2 separate regions of the Mus musculus genome follow, and region 1 is linked to region 2. A link is a contact called in public ChIA-PET data. All regions are on one chromosome and are shown on one strand. The core of a region is the stretch at or near the end of the contact, and the rest is flanking DNA. Distances in the headings are between cores, read along the strand shown. Region 1 holds the start of Arfgap1 (ADP-ribosylation factor GTPase activating protein 1). Region 2 holds the start of Slc17a9 (solute carrier family 17, member 9).

What was found. ChIA-PET counts read pairs in DNA pulled down with a chosen protein or histone mark.
Region 1: an RNA polymerase II ChIA-PET map of effector CD8 T cells shows a contact between it and region 2, with 10 read pairs. The contact joins the promoter of Arfgap1 here to the promoter of Slc17a9 in region 2. A contact is called at or near these places in 3 of 39 promoter capture datasets (the 3T3-L1 cell line, liver and maxillary cranial neural crest), 3 of 484 Hi-C or Micro-C datasets (the G1E-ER4 cell line, forebrain and uterus), 8 of 115 datasets of contacts at active chromatin or transcription factors (effector CD8 T cells, embryonic stem cells, extraembryonic endoderm stem cells and 4 more) and 2 of 9 other capture datasets (adipose tissue and liver).

What each region holds. Positions count from the first base shown.
Region 1 is chr2:180,965,783-180,972,517 of GRCm38.p6, forward strand. It overlaps Arfgap1 (ADP-ribosylation factor GTPase activating protein 1), which reads left to right and starts at 1,443. Exons shown (of 14, transcript NM_145760.3): 1 at 1,443-1,547; 2 at 1,820-2,032; 3 at 5,269-5,332; 4 at 5,792-5,901; 5 at 6,202-6,373. The coding sequence starts at 5,273.
Region 2 is chr2:180,719,778-180,726,920 of GRCm38.p6, forward strand. It overlaps Slc17a9 (solute carrier family 17, member 9), which reads left to right and starts at 5,562. Exons shown (of 13, transcript NM_183161.3): 1 at 5,562-5,674. The coding sequence starts at 5,583. It overlaps Gm30455 (a long non-coding RNA gene), which reads right to left. Exons shown (of 2, transcript XR_003953988.1): 1 at 6,941-7,143; 2 at 1,880-6,101. It overlaps Gid8 (GID complex subunit 8), which reads left to right. Exons shown (of 5, transcript NM_001289652.1): 5 at 1-1,822.

The DNA.
Region 1 (6,735 bases), core at 193-2,692, 240 kb after region 2:
TTGTAGTGTCATCTGAGCATGACATGATCATCACCACTGAGAGGCACAGTCACCATGGCTGCCCTCAGCCAGAAAAAAAAAAAAATAAGCAAAGCAGCCCAACAATGGCTAGATGTGTGGTAGTGGTGGTGAGGCCATTAACACATCCTCATGATAAAAGTAGAATCACAGAACCCTTACCGGAGGTTCCAGCCACCATTTTCTTATGCCCTGGGCTTCACATGGTTATGTGTATGTGTTTAAGTTTATAGGAGGTGGAAGGTTGAGCCATTATATCTGGCTTAGATTTTGTTCTTTTGTTTGTAAAGGTAGGATTTCTTTGTATAGCCCAGGTTGGCCTGGCACTCACTCTGTAGACCAGGCTGGCCTGGAAGTCAGAGACCTGTCTGCCTCCCCAGTGCTGCAATTAAGGAATTTGCCACTTATGTTCTTAGTAAGCTTCCTGTCCCCTGCATTTGGCCACTACGTTAGCCTGCAGAGGGCAGGTATGAGTTCTGGAACATCCTGGTATACATAAGAGCCTTTCTCACAAAAACAGAAATGCCATGTTATGAAGCTAGGTGGGGTGTCTATAATTCCAGAACTCAGGAGGCTGAATCGAGTTCCAGGCTAAATTAGGCTATGATGTGAAAGTCTATCTCAAATAACAATATCAGGCTGTGGTTAAGTGACTTAAGGCTACGTTTTTTGTTTCTCTCTTTACACAAAGCTCTAAACCTGTGAAAGAAACTCCAACAGTGGATGGAGAAAGGGATCCACTGTCCCTTGAGGTCCCAACTGTATGGATCTGAATTTGATAAAATGCCTCACGGTAAGTTTCGATGCAGGTACGTTTGATTTGACCTCAATAAAACATTGACTTTTGGCCAATTTGAAAGTCAAACGAGCCGGGCGGCGATGGCTCACATCTTTTGATCCACTCGGGGGGGCAGAAGCAGGCGGATCTTAGAGTTGGAAGCCAGCTAGCTCCAGGGCAGCCAGGGCTACACAGAGAAACCCAGTCTCTTAAAAAATAAATAAACAAACAAGTAAATAAAAATAAAAAGCCCAAGCAAAACCGTCAAAAGGCCAATGAGGAAGGAATTAGTGACACAGGGCGGCCCAAAGTGAACACAAAACTAAAACCCGCCGGCTACTAAATACATTGATTTGACCAGAACTGCTTGCCCAAGTCTATTTTAAACCACGGGTCGGAGTTCGAGTTGACAGAAGCCACGGGAAGTCCCTTGTTCCCGGGCTTGGTCGAGACCGTGGACGCCCTAGAATCCCGCTGGAGATAGCGCAGCCCGGATCCATCTGCGCTGCCCTGCCGCACTGCCCACGCAGAGGCAACCCTGCAAACCTGGCGCTCAGCCGAAGGTTTAGACAGACCGGAAAAGAAGCCTCGCCTCGGGCTCGCGCACAGAGGCGGAAGTACCGCCTCGGAGGCCTCCCATGAGCCCTTGCAAAGCGCGACGTAGCCGGAAGCTGCTGGCGGCTGGTGGGGGGATCTGAGCGCCTAGTCCAGCTTGGCACCTCGGCCGGACCCGACCTCCTGGGGGCAGCAGGTGAGTTTGCGGCCAGGACACCGGGCATCCGCGGACCCTCAGTTCCTTGCCCTTCCGGCTCTCAGATCACCCAGTTCCTGGCCCTGTAATCCTCGATTCTGCAGCCCTAGGCCCCTGGTCCCCCAATACCGTGACTGTCCGACGCCCCCGGTCTTCAGCCCTGACTTACTCCCCGGTGCCTCCCGCGTACCTCCCATTTCCCAGCTTCCTGGCCCCGGGTTCTCCAGTCCTTCGACCCGTGACGTTTTTGTTCCTCGGACCCCAAACTCCAGGATCCCAGTGTGCGGCCGTCCAGACCCCCCCTCCCCTGCCTCCCGGCCTGTGAGCTTTACCGCCCTTCAGCCTAGCGGTTGCAGGGACCTACGTGGCCCCTCAGCGCTCTGGTCCCGAGCAGTCTTGGACGCAGACTGGTTCTGCACTGCCCACTTTGTCGGGAAAGGGCCTCAGCCCTTCACTTCGAAAGAAGATTCTGTCCAGAGGTGCCGGTAAGCCAGGTTTTCTAACCTCAGTTTGTTTGATTTTTCCCTTCTTGGTCTCTGAAGTGAGTCCTCTGCGGAAGGAGGAAAAACAAAACATCTCAACAACAGACCCCCACAGGATCAAGCTTCTAAACTTTTTCTCAATTGTACCTGGCAATAGAATATACTGTATTTGCACTCTTAAGGCACCCACAAGTCAGAAGTAATATACACTGTTCCATAGCTGTGCAATGTTTAGAGCATTGAAGCCCTAACTATAGTTCTGGACGAGGTGATGATCTGATATCGTCTGTTCTTCAGAGTGAAGAAGCATAACTTAGACATGGGTTCTTTGTGTTCTCTGAACGGTTTTTGGTCACCCATACTGTGTAGCCTTAGGGCCAAGCTATGTCCCTAGATGTCCCCTTTGACCTCAGATGTACATCACGTCCCATTTAAGAAGCAAATGTTCTCTAGTGTGACATGTAGCTCACTAAAGTTTGAAATCCTTATTTGCTTCATTATCTACTAGGTATGTCTGCCTGAAGGAAGAGTATTTTGTTGTTTTTTTTTTCATTTCAGCTATTAAGAATTCTTAAGGGTGGGTGATATGGATACCAGGTAGGGGTGCTTGCCACAAAGCCTGACTACCTGAGTTTGATCCTGGTACTCACTTGGAGGAAGGAGATACTCAGCTCCCACCTTCTAGGCTTCTAGGCATGCACTTGTGAGCCCACCCAAGAAAGAAATCTTAAAAAAAAAAAAAAAAGGATTCTTGAGGCCTTCTTTAGGCTGGTTAAACTGAGAGATACTTATTTTCATGTTATTAAGCAACATTTAAGATGATTAATTTGAGCAGGGAAGTAAGTGGTGGAGCATGCCTTTGTTCCCCGCACTTGGGAGGCAGAGGCAGGCAGATTTCTGAGTTCGAGGCTAGCCTGGTCTACAGAGTGAGTTCCAGGACAGCCAGGGCTACACAGAAAAACCCTGTCTTGAAAAAACAAAAAACCCCAGACCAAACCCTAACTTCTCTCCAATATCCAAAGTTTACCACACAGGAAGAGTTTCTTAAATCCAAACCAAGTCAGGCATGGTGGCACCACCTTTGATCCCAGCACTTGGGAGGCAGAGGCAGGCAGATCTCTGTGAGTTTTGGGCCAGCCTGGTCTGCACAGTGAGCTATGTGTAGAGACCCTGTCTCAGGCCCGTAGCTGAGAATGTCCTTCTGCTTGGTTTTACTCAGAGATCCAGAGTTGCCTTAGGAGATGCTGGCTTCTTGCCTGTGTTTGCCTCCATTTGTGGTTGTAAGCCTCTGAGGGCAGCCACAGAGCTTTGGACACTGGGATCCAGTACAGAAACGTGCTGTGGTCTTGGTGACGTTCACGTAGCAGCTAGAAAAGAATGCAGAGAGCTTTGGAACTCAGCTCTAGCTGTGTCTCCCCAAATGCTCTTGAGCTGTCTGGGGCAGTTGTGTGCGTGAGTGAATGCCTGGGCTTCTAACTTATGCCTGAGTGAGTCATGCCAGTAACGGAGTCCTACATGCAAAAATCTGCATTTGTGTGCTCACAGTCGTAGGATGCCATTCTAACATGTGATTAATGCAGTAAAAGGAAGGTAGAATGAGCTGGGTGTGGTGCTGCATGCCTTTTCCTTTAATCCGAGCACTCAGGAGGCGAGGCCAGCCTGGTCTACAAAGTGAGTTCCAGGACTGCCAGGGCTATACAGAGAAACCCTGTCTGGGGGAAAAAAAAAAAAAAAAAAAGGAAGGTGGAATGTACTAGGATTTTGTTTCAGACAGCTACAGTAAACAACTATTTCCTAACATCAGACAGACGGGGGCGTCACGCTAAAACACAGAGAGTTTAAGATGTAGGAGGGTTGGTGGGTTGAGAGTCAAGATCTTTACTGAACACTGTGTTTCTGCAGACTTAAATTTAAAGTTAAATACAGGATATACGGCGGAGGCGTTTTGTTTTGACTTTTATGTGAACCTCACATTAATACTCAGCCTACCTCGTGAATAGAGAATGGTCACTTTCAGTCTAACAGCGAGTAGCAAGGTAACTACCCTGAAAACCTGCAGCTTCTGGTCACACGGAGTGTTAGTCTGTTGTTTGTATGTGTGTTGCCCTGTGAATGAGAGGCAACAGCATGAATCCATTGGGATGGATGACCACACCTGACTGGGGGGCTAGAGGCCCAGGTCCTGCATCCAGACCCCTCAGTGCTGGTGTGTGCCATACCACTGGGATTAGTTTATGTCCAACCTTGTGGTTGGCACAGTTTGGGTTTATTTTCCTAGTCCTGAATTAAATGACCCACCAGTTAGTTAAAAGTCAAACATTGCTGAAACTGGCAGATACAGAGAAATGAATAGGGTTTAGGGAGACAGTTCTGTAGGTGAGAGCACTTTCTGTGTTCAAATCTTTAGTACCTACATAAAAGCCAGGCATGACTGCACGTGTGTCTATAACCTCGACTTTGGAAGATGGAGATAAGAAGATCCTGCGAGCTTGCTCCCAGCCTCAGTATCCCAAGGGAATAGGTTAGAAATCTATAGAAGACAATCTGTGTCCTCCTCTGGACTCCACACGTGTGTACACAGGCACACATGAAAAGAAGGAAGGGGGAGACATGTACAGGAAATGAGATTTTCATTTTAGCTGAGCCTCATTGCTGTCCTCACCAATGGCCCTAGGCAGGTGGTCTGCATTTATTATTATGTCCTATGTCTGCATTACTCACGTTTATCTGTCCAGATGTCCTCATAGAGGACCCATTTATAGGCTATCTTAACACCATTGCCAGGGATACTTCCTTGCCCCTTGCTGCAGTCTGAGGGCTTCCTACTTCCTACCCCGACTTGGAGAGCTGGGAGAGAGGAAGTGCAGAGTATCCTCTTCTCATCAGGGCACTGCTCTTTCGTGTGGGGGAAAAGATTGAGCAGCCAATCTTCATGGGTTTAATAAGGCTACTCCTTGTGAGTTTTACTACAAATGACAGCTTTTTATCAGTTATTCTGCTTGGTGGCACATAATGGCTAAACCTGTACTCTGTGGCGTTCCTCACTACTTGACTGCTAGTTGTGCCCTAAGGTGTCCTTCCTCATTGAGAAGAGCCTCCTTGGTAAATGGCTCCTGTACTGTGCAAGGCCACCACTGTTAGATCTTAGGAAGAAAGTATTACGTAATGTTATTGCACTGCTAGTTCATTTTCTTCCTTGCAGAGTAACTTGTCGTAAGGGCTTGTTTTCCTCCTTGCAGCACCATGGCCAGCCCAAGAACCAGGAAAGTTCTTAAGGAAGTCCGGGCACAGGATGAGAATAATGTGAGTATGACCTTTGGGCTGATGAGCGTCTTGGTGTCACATGCAGCTGTGGCTGTGTCCCTCCTTGGAGAGACTGATCATGGCACAGGGGAGCAGCTAGCAGCTAGTAGTTCCTGGTGCTCACTAGTGTGGCTTGGGGAGTGGGATTTCTGTTGCATCGCTCAGGTTGTGCTAAGGATGCTTGGTCTGCTTTCTAAATACATTTCTCATCAGAGGTTCTGTATCTTCATGCCAGTTCCTGGGCAGCTACTGCCACCTCCAGAACAGTCTGAACTCACATCCTTTGACCAACCTGAACAGCCTTATTAAGCTTATGGGTACTAGCCCTTTAGTTAGTCTGTGCACATGTGGTCCACCGCTCTTCTGCATTCTTTTGGGGCATCTCTTTTTGTCTTCGGGGTCCTAATCCTGCCCTGAGCTGCTTTGTGAGTTGTGTGTGCCACCCTACCCCCTTTGCAGGTTTGCTTTGAGTGTGGTGCGTTCAATCCTCAGTGGGTCAGCGTGACTTATGGCATCTGGATCTGCCTGGAATGCTCTGGGAGACACCGTGGGCTTGGGGTGCACCTCAGGTCAGTGTTGAACCACTTGGCCCTGCACATCCTGCTCTATCCTACTTGCCACGTTGTGGGTCTGCTGCCCAGATGCTGTCTGATAGGATGTTAGGGGGTGTTCTCCACCATAAGGTGGTCCTCGCTCCACTAACACTGGCCACAAGCATCAGCTGCGGTCCGGCTTGCCTCCGTGAAGCTGCTTCTGGCTTTTACCTCCATACAGGAGGCATCTGTATCTAGCTCAGGATGTGATCTTGGGTTGGGAGGCTAGTTGGGTCTCCTGGGGTTTGGTAATCAGATCAGACATCTGGTTTCTAGCTTTGTGCGCTCTGTTACAATGGACAAATGGAAGGACATTGAGCTGGAGAAGATGAAGGCTGGTGGGAATGCTAAGTTCCGAGAGTTCCTGGAGACACAGGACGACTATGAGCCTAGCTGGTCACTGCAGGACAAGTACAGCAGCAGAGCCGCGGCGCTCTTCAGGGATAAGGTAAGGGCCTGCCTGGCTGGCCACACAGATGAACACTGAGCACACACGCTGATAGGGGCCAGATGGGGCTTCAGTGCCTGGCTGGCTCCACATAGAGAGATGAACACAAAGCACACCTTGCTGGTGGCCAGATGGGGCTTCAGTGGCTTTGGGAGGCAGGTTTCTCTTCTCACTTTGAACATCTATGGAGGCCATGCACTGTCCAAGAACAGGCCAGGACAAGTGGCCCCTACTAACCCTGTGGCAGGCTCTTCCTGCCCAGAGGGAATGCAAATGGTCTACAATCCAAGGAGGAGAGGAACAGTGAGGAGTAGTGCCTTAAAAGGATGGCTTAGCTGCAGACGCTCTAAGGATTTGGCTGT
Region 2 (7,143 bases), core at 4,312-6,811:
TAGGATCACATTAGTGACAGACTCAAGGATGAAGTTGTTGCTGTCATTATGACCCTGCACTGCTCTTCTGGTCTGTGAGTAAGGAGTGAGCAGAGCTTTCCTTACCTCCTGGACAGGTGGCTTTTTAACATCATTGTGAGATGTAACCTCCCATCTGGGGTAAGGATAAGAATAAGGTAGAGGAGTTTCAGGAGAGACGTGCCTTTGGTTAAGAAGACATGACAAATAATCATGAAGACCAGAGTCCGGCACCCAGAAAAGTCAGGCATCCCCCAAATTCCTGTCACTTCAGTTCCAAGGAATCTGATGTCCTCTTTGGCCTCCACATACACATAGGCAGGCAGGCACAAGAACACACACACACATACACACACGTCTTTTTTTAAGGCAGAGGAAAAGGAAGTTTTAATTTTCAGGTAGCTAATAGATTAAATGAAACAGAAGTTGGGAAGGAGTATCGAAGATTAAGTGTTTGTTTTTAAAGCACCATATAAAGCCAGGCATGGTGGCTCCTGCCTGCAATTACAGCATTTACAAGGCTGAGGAAGGGTTTTTCCAGTCCAGCCAAGGCTATATTATACATAAGATCTTTTCTTATATGAAAAAGTACCAGATAGCTAGCATATTTGTATCTTTTGTTAATATATATATATGATTACTTATATAGCTAATCACTTTGACGTGTTCTTAAAATTAGAGGGCATGAGATGTATAGTAATGGAGGTTCTCTCTGTAGGGATTATCCTCAAATACACAGGAGGCTTGTTGCATGCATAAAATGTTCAGTGGCTGTAAGACAAGGAGTTGACAATTTACCAACATTTCAGTCAGTAGCTTAGCTGATGCCACAGATACCAGTGACTCTGGAGAACGTCAAATAGAACTGCTTGCTTATCCATGGTCTGTTAGTGCCTAGAAACCCCCTCCAAGGATTTACATGTAGACTTTTCCTGTTAGAGCAGACCAAGTAGCTTTATTTCTATTTGCACCTTTTGATGGAAAGTGCCTTGAAATAAACGAGACAAGAATATTCTGGTACTCTTCTCCAACGTCATACGTAGAGCTGTGCAAGGAAAAACCAAGTTTGAAATTTTCTAAAGCGTGGTAATCTTTGCACACTAAAGATGAGAATTTGTTTTGTCTCTTGAATTATGATTTGGGTTTGGCATTTGAGACCCCCTCCTCGCCCCCATAGTGTATGTAGTTGAAGACTTTGTATAGTGACTTTGAGGTGGGGCCTGTAGAACTGAGGTGGGCAGTATGTCATCTTTATTTTCTTTTGTGCTATTAGTTTTGAAGAGGAGAAACCAGGAGAATCCTTCCAGAGGGATTCTTAGATGTTCCATGATAATGACACTGATGTGATCAAGAGAAAGAAGTGGGATTCCCTTCCAGGTTGTTGCTCTCCAGTCTCAGAACAATCAAAAGACCAAATTCCAAATGTCAGGTTAACAGAACAGTGTGTCTACACCCCTGCATTTCAACATGCTGAATTGTGTGCAGGGGACACCATGCAGGGGTATAGACTGTTCACCAGCCTTTGCTTACTGCTGCTTTGTTGACATGTCTCGTTCTGACACCATGCATATTTTTTGTTTCACAAACATTGCTTTTTTCAGATTCTTAGTAAGCCGCCTTGCCAGCAGGAGATGCAGAGTCTGTATAAACCTCTAGCTCGCTGGAGCACTCATGTGTATATGTAATTGTAATTCTTCATTGGGGGTATTTGTATCCCTGCCACATATCATCTGAGTACAGGTCGGGTAGCTTCTGGGTGCCTGCTGTGAATTTGTTAGTAAAAGTTCTTATGTTTTTCCCAGAATGGTTGTCTGAAAGCTCTTTTCCCGCTCCTTCCCTAAAGAGGTACCACAAAAGAGAATTACTGACCAGCTTCTCAGTGTATTAGAGCTGGAAGAGTGGGAAGGTGTAACTGCGTGTTGTTGACTTTGCTCTGTTTCCACGCCAGCAGTGCCACAGCATAGAGCCAGTCCACACCAGCTGGCAGCTGCAGCCGTCCTGGGCCCCAGGATGTGATGACTGTGGGGACCCTGCGCAGTATGCGGCAGCTCCCACACTGGACGTCTCCATTGCCATTTTCTCAGGTCTGAAGGAAATACAGTGAGACGAAGCCTCCCAGGAAGCCAAGCAGCACACTCTGGGAGTGTCGCGCACTGTGTGGTGGGTCGTGATTGCACGTAGGTAGGGCCTTGTCATCCCTGAGCCTTGTGGCAGTGCCATGACATGGCATTCTTCACCATCACTCACTCTTCCCTCACACTTCCAGTGGGTAATGCTAAACGTCCAGTGGTAGAGACCTCTGCTGTGCTCGAGTGTGAGCTCTTGCATGTTGAGTCTGAGAGGCTTGAGGTACCATCTGCCTATCATAAATGGGTTCCCTCAATTTTGGAATGCCATCCGACTTGAGACTTTTATATTTACATGAAAGAAAAAAAAATGTGATTGCCCCATGTTACTTCCCATTGCAGACTCTAACACACGTCTATGCACTGGGTAATGTGCCCTGAGATAGTCTGTTCCAGAAGCCAAGAATGGCTATAGTGGTATTAAGGCCTGGACAGTAAACCCATTGATGGGGTTACATATGAATCTGGTGGACTGGTGGGGCAGGAATGTGTGGTGTCATGGCAGGTATGACTATAGTAGTCTGCTCTGTCTGCAGCTCATTCATGCCCCCTACATCTATGTCAGATTACTGTCCAGTATAACACTAACAGAAGAAAACTGCAGAACTGCTTGTACCCAACGGTAACCATGAGATGTGACTACTGGGTGCTTCCTGTCTGTGACTTTTGTTTTTCAAGATTTTTTTATATTTACCCGTATGCGTGTTCTGCCTGAATGTATATCCATGTTTCCTATGTGTGTCTGGCGCCCACAAAGGTCAAGAGGGGGCATCAGATCCCTTGGAACTTGAATTATCGAGAAATCAAACGCCTCTGTAAGAACGAGGGCTCTTTTTTTTGGGGGGGGGGGAGGTTCTCTGTGTAGCCCTGGCTATCCTGGAACTCACTTTGTAGACCAGGCTGGCCTTGAACTCAGAAATCCACCTGCCTCTGCCTCCCTAGTGCTGGGATTAAAGGTGTGCGCCACCACGCCTGGCAAGAACGCCTGGCAAGAACGAGGGCTCTTAATCAGCTCCTCACATGTGACTTTTCAAGGAAGTACCTTCTTACAGGTCCTGATAAACGTTCTCTTGCCTGGCCTTTCTGAAAGTCTGGTGGAGACTCTGGATTGGGAGATTTTTGGAAGGTGGCTACTACAGTGTAGTTGCTTTTCCTTCATGTGACTGATCATCTCTTGAATCTACTCTGCCATGCATGACTGCCAGACCTCAGAGGTGGGACCTGCAGTGCCTGGAAGTCAGTCTCTAAATGGCTCTGACTTCCCCCTTCCTATAAACACATCTCACCCATGTGCATGCATACACAGGAATTATCCTTCTTGTAGGTCAGATGCCTGACAACCCCTCCAGCATGGTTCTCAAAAGTAAAACAGGCTATCCTGTCACCCAGAACTCTGGTATAGCAAGTGAGGGATACTGCTGGCTGAGGGTGACAGTGTTTCTCAGCATTTGGGGTGTTTACAAGGTTCAGCTGATGGTACCAGCATCCAAAAAAAAGAATGAACTGTTCCAGAGCCCCAGGGATTGTTTTGTGAATAAAACTGGCCATACAGGAGCATCTTCGGTCATCGTGAGGTCCACTCTATGGCTTCCTGTGGACTCAGACATGGCTACTTGAACTTTTTCTCTACAGTGTACACATTTGGCTTAGAAGGTGGATGCAAATGATGTTCAGTACAGAAATCTCTCTTCTTTTCAGGCAGGGTCTTACTGTGTAGCCCAGTCTGGCCCTAACTGCTACAGACATCCAACACTACAATCTGGGCTCCTCAAGTCTCACTTCTCACAGTTGCTCGTCAGTAACAGTGGAGTAAAATCTAGTTATTCAGTTTGAGCAGTCAAGATGACTATAAGCAAGTGAGTCAGTCAGCACAAGAAAGTGGCCCCCCTGCCAGACGTTGACTCTGTAATGTTTCCATATCAAATTTCCCATCTTGAAGTGCAAGGATGGTTTTGTCAGTTGGGTGTGGGGCAGCTCACAAGTATCAACTAGAAGCCTAGAGAATGTCTACCCCAGCTACTGCCAACAGCTTGTGATGGTCACCTCCCAACCATATGTGATCCTCTTTCAGGCAACTGTGGCTGTGCCCATCCCTTCTGCTTTAGTGACTGGGAGCCTGGGGAGGAATGCCCCCCCCAAACCCCTGACCTCAGCCTTCTCAACTCTGGCAGTGTAGCACCTCTCCACCTGCTGTGAGTCTCTGGCCTGAGATGTATACCCAACACCTTGTGTGGTATGCTCCTGCTGACCTCAAGTGTCTTGCAGGTTCCTCCACCCAGCCTACTTAAGGTCACATCCCTTCTCTACGTTTGTCCACCTGCTCCCAGAAACGCTGAAGGTTTCCTGCTGTGTGATTCTGGATCTTTCCTAGTTTCTGAAGAGCTGCACATTATAGTGATTGTCAGTACCATATACTTAAGGGCAGTCCCTGGGTCACTAGGGAAGCAAGCCTTTCTCTGCCGTCATCTTTGTGTCCTACAGGATAGCTGATGTGGATGGAAGACTGACCTGGCTTTTAGGTCCAGATTGTTTTTTTTCCAGAACTGGGGATTGAGTTCAGAACCTTGCACACGTTGAACACACGCTTAACAACTGAGCTATACCCTAGCTTCAGGTTCTAATATTTTAGTACAAGTGTGTATGACCATAAATAAAGACCTGTTGTCTGCTGGGCAGTTGAAGGCTCAGAGGGCATTCTCTGGAGGGTGGAAACTGTTGAGATTCTAAGTGCAGTGTGAAGCCTTTAGTGGGTGTGTCCCAGTTGGCCTGCAGCTGTGTGGGGGAGGCATTTGTTTAGAATAATTGGGAATACAGGAGGAATGAGGCAGGCAGTACCTCAAGGAGCCTCAGAAGCCTTCCATGAAGTGTGGCTGAGATCCAACTAGAGCCTAGTCTGTGGTCAGTGCTCAGAACACTTTTGCCCAGGATTTCAACATCAGTGACCACCTTCGCTGCCCTTTGCACCTGTGTTACAGTTCTCTTACCAACCCAGTTCTCCAAGAGATCCATTTTAAAAAATTGACTGCCTTAAAGTTATCTTTACATATTTACTAGACTAGAACACAACCCTGTGAGCACTCTGTCACTCCCCTCCACCCACCCACGGAGCGGGGGAGGGGGTAGAACCAACGGAGACTCATACACACTGCTCACCTGCTCACTTTCCTGACAAGAAAGTTATTTCTGGCGGGTCTCGGGCCACAAAACCCCCAGGGATTTCTCTTCCCCAGCAGGAAGTCCCAGTGGTAAGCCTCTAGTTGCTCGAAGGTCCCTGGCCCTGCCTCCCGGGACATCAGTGGGGCGGGGACTCAATTCCGGGGGCAACACGTCCTGGGAGAGTTAGACGGAAGCACTGGGACTGACACGTGGACTTGGGCGGTGCTGCCCTGTGGGTTGTCCTAGGTCTGAGGTGGGAGGGCACGGTACACAGCGGTGCCCATGCCATCCCAGCGCTCTAGCCTGATGCAGCCAATCCCAGAGGAGACCCGCAAGACCCCTTCTGCGGCAGCAGAGGATACACGGTGGTCCAGGTGAATTGGGGTGTGGCTGAAGTCGGGGCAAGGAGGACTTTTACGTTTAGAAAGGGAGCTGAGGTGCTACTTCATAGGACCTGAGTTCAGGGAACACCAGACTCTAGCGGCTGTCTACCAGCCATTCTGCAGCCTGCCACCTTCACTCTCCCTGGGACTCCCATGCCCCTCGCTGAGCAGCCCTAGCCCCCAAGTAGAGGGAGGACCCAGTAAAGAGACACCCCACTCCCATCTCCAATCAAATGCCAAAATCAGGCAAATGGCTCCATTGCCCTTTTCCCTGACAGTAATTCTGTGGTCTGGGAGGCAGGGTAGTGTCTGTAAGGCTTGGTGGGAGCACTGGGCTGGACAGATGCTCACAGCATAGGGATCTATGCAGCAGCTCTTAAGTCATAGAGGCAGGTCCTGACTTCACGAGTCTTCTAAACTAGGGAGGAAAACAGCCGTTACCCATCTTCATTCATATTCCGTTCCCGCTGTTTCCAGCACTCTCCAGGCAAACATCCCCACAGAAACCAGGGGCAAAGGTGGCATCTGGCTATGGGACCACTGTGAGGGTTCAAATGGGGGCCTAAAAGAGCTCACACCCTGCTCTGGTTCCTGCAGTCCTCACGTGGAGGTGCTAGACTCAGGATCAAGCCTTGGTACCTCCCAGTCACCTGGGGCAAGAGCCCTGGATCTACTGGCAGGAAGTGTAAAGAGGACCTTAAGATAGTACCATCACTGAACCTAGACCAGATGAGGGCACAGCAGGTCACAGGGAGGCACAGAACCAGATCATAGCGCCCCCCCCCCCGCCACCCTCCCCCACCGCCAGTGACAGTTACAGTAGTGTCAGACTCTGCTAGAGGAGGCACACTATGTGCCTGCCCTCACTAGCTCTCCTTCCCTCTCTGGCTTAACACCTCCCTCCCTACCCCATGTTTATCCCAAGGCCTATGCTTCACCTGGCCCCTGGAGGCACCACCCAGGGCTTTCTTAGAACTATGAAATGTTCTGCCAATTTTGCTGTAGGTTACAATTTAATGGCTCTGCCTGTCCCCCCCTCCCCAACCTGTCACCCCACCCTCACTCCCATCTTTACACTTTCTCCTGTGTAGTGCCTCCAGTTGCCTTTGTCAGAAATGGTAGCTGAGAATTCTGGGGAATTTTGCAGGGTCAAGGCCATTCTCAACCCATACTGGAGTAATAGTAACAGCAATAAGTGTTACTAGAAACAGGACCCTGAGTTCAGGGAACACCAGACTTTAGGGGCCCACCACTCACCACCACGTGTTGGGGAGGCAGTGTTCTCCTCAACAAATCTCAGAATGTGGGGTGGTTGGTGGAGGCTGAGTTAAGTAGCCAGCACATTTCCCTTCTGAACGAAGGGCCACGTGATCACCTATTTGCTCAGCCCCGGATACTCTGCGCAGCCATCTAACAGGAAGCCAGAGCTGCACAAGTCTGTGAGGAAGTGTGATTGCTGA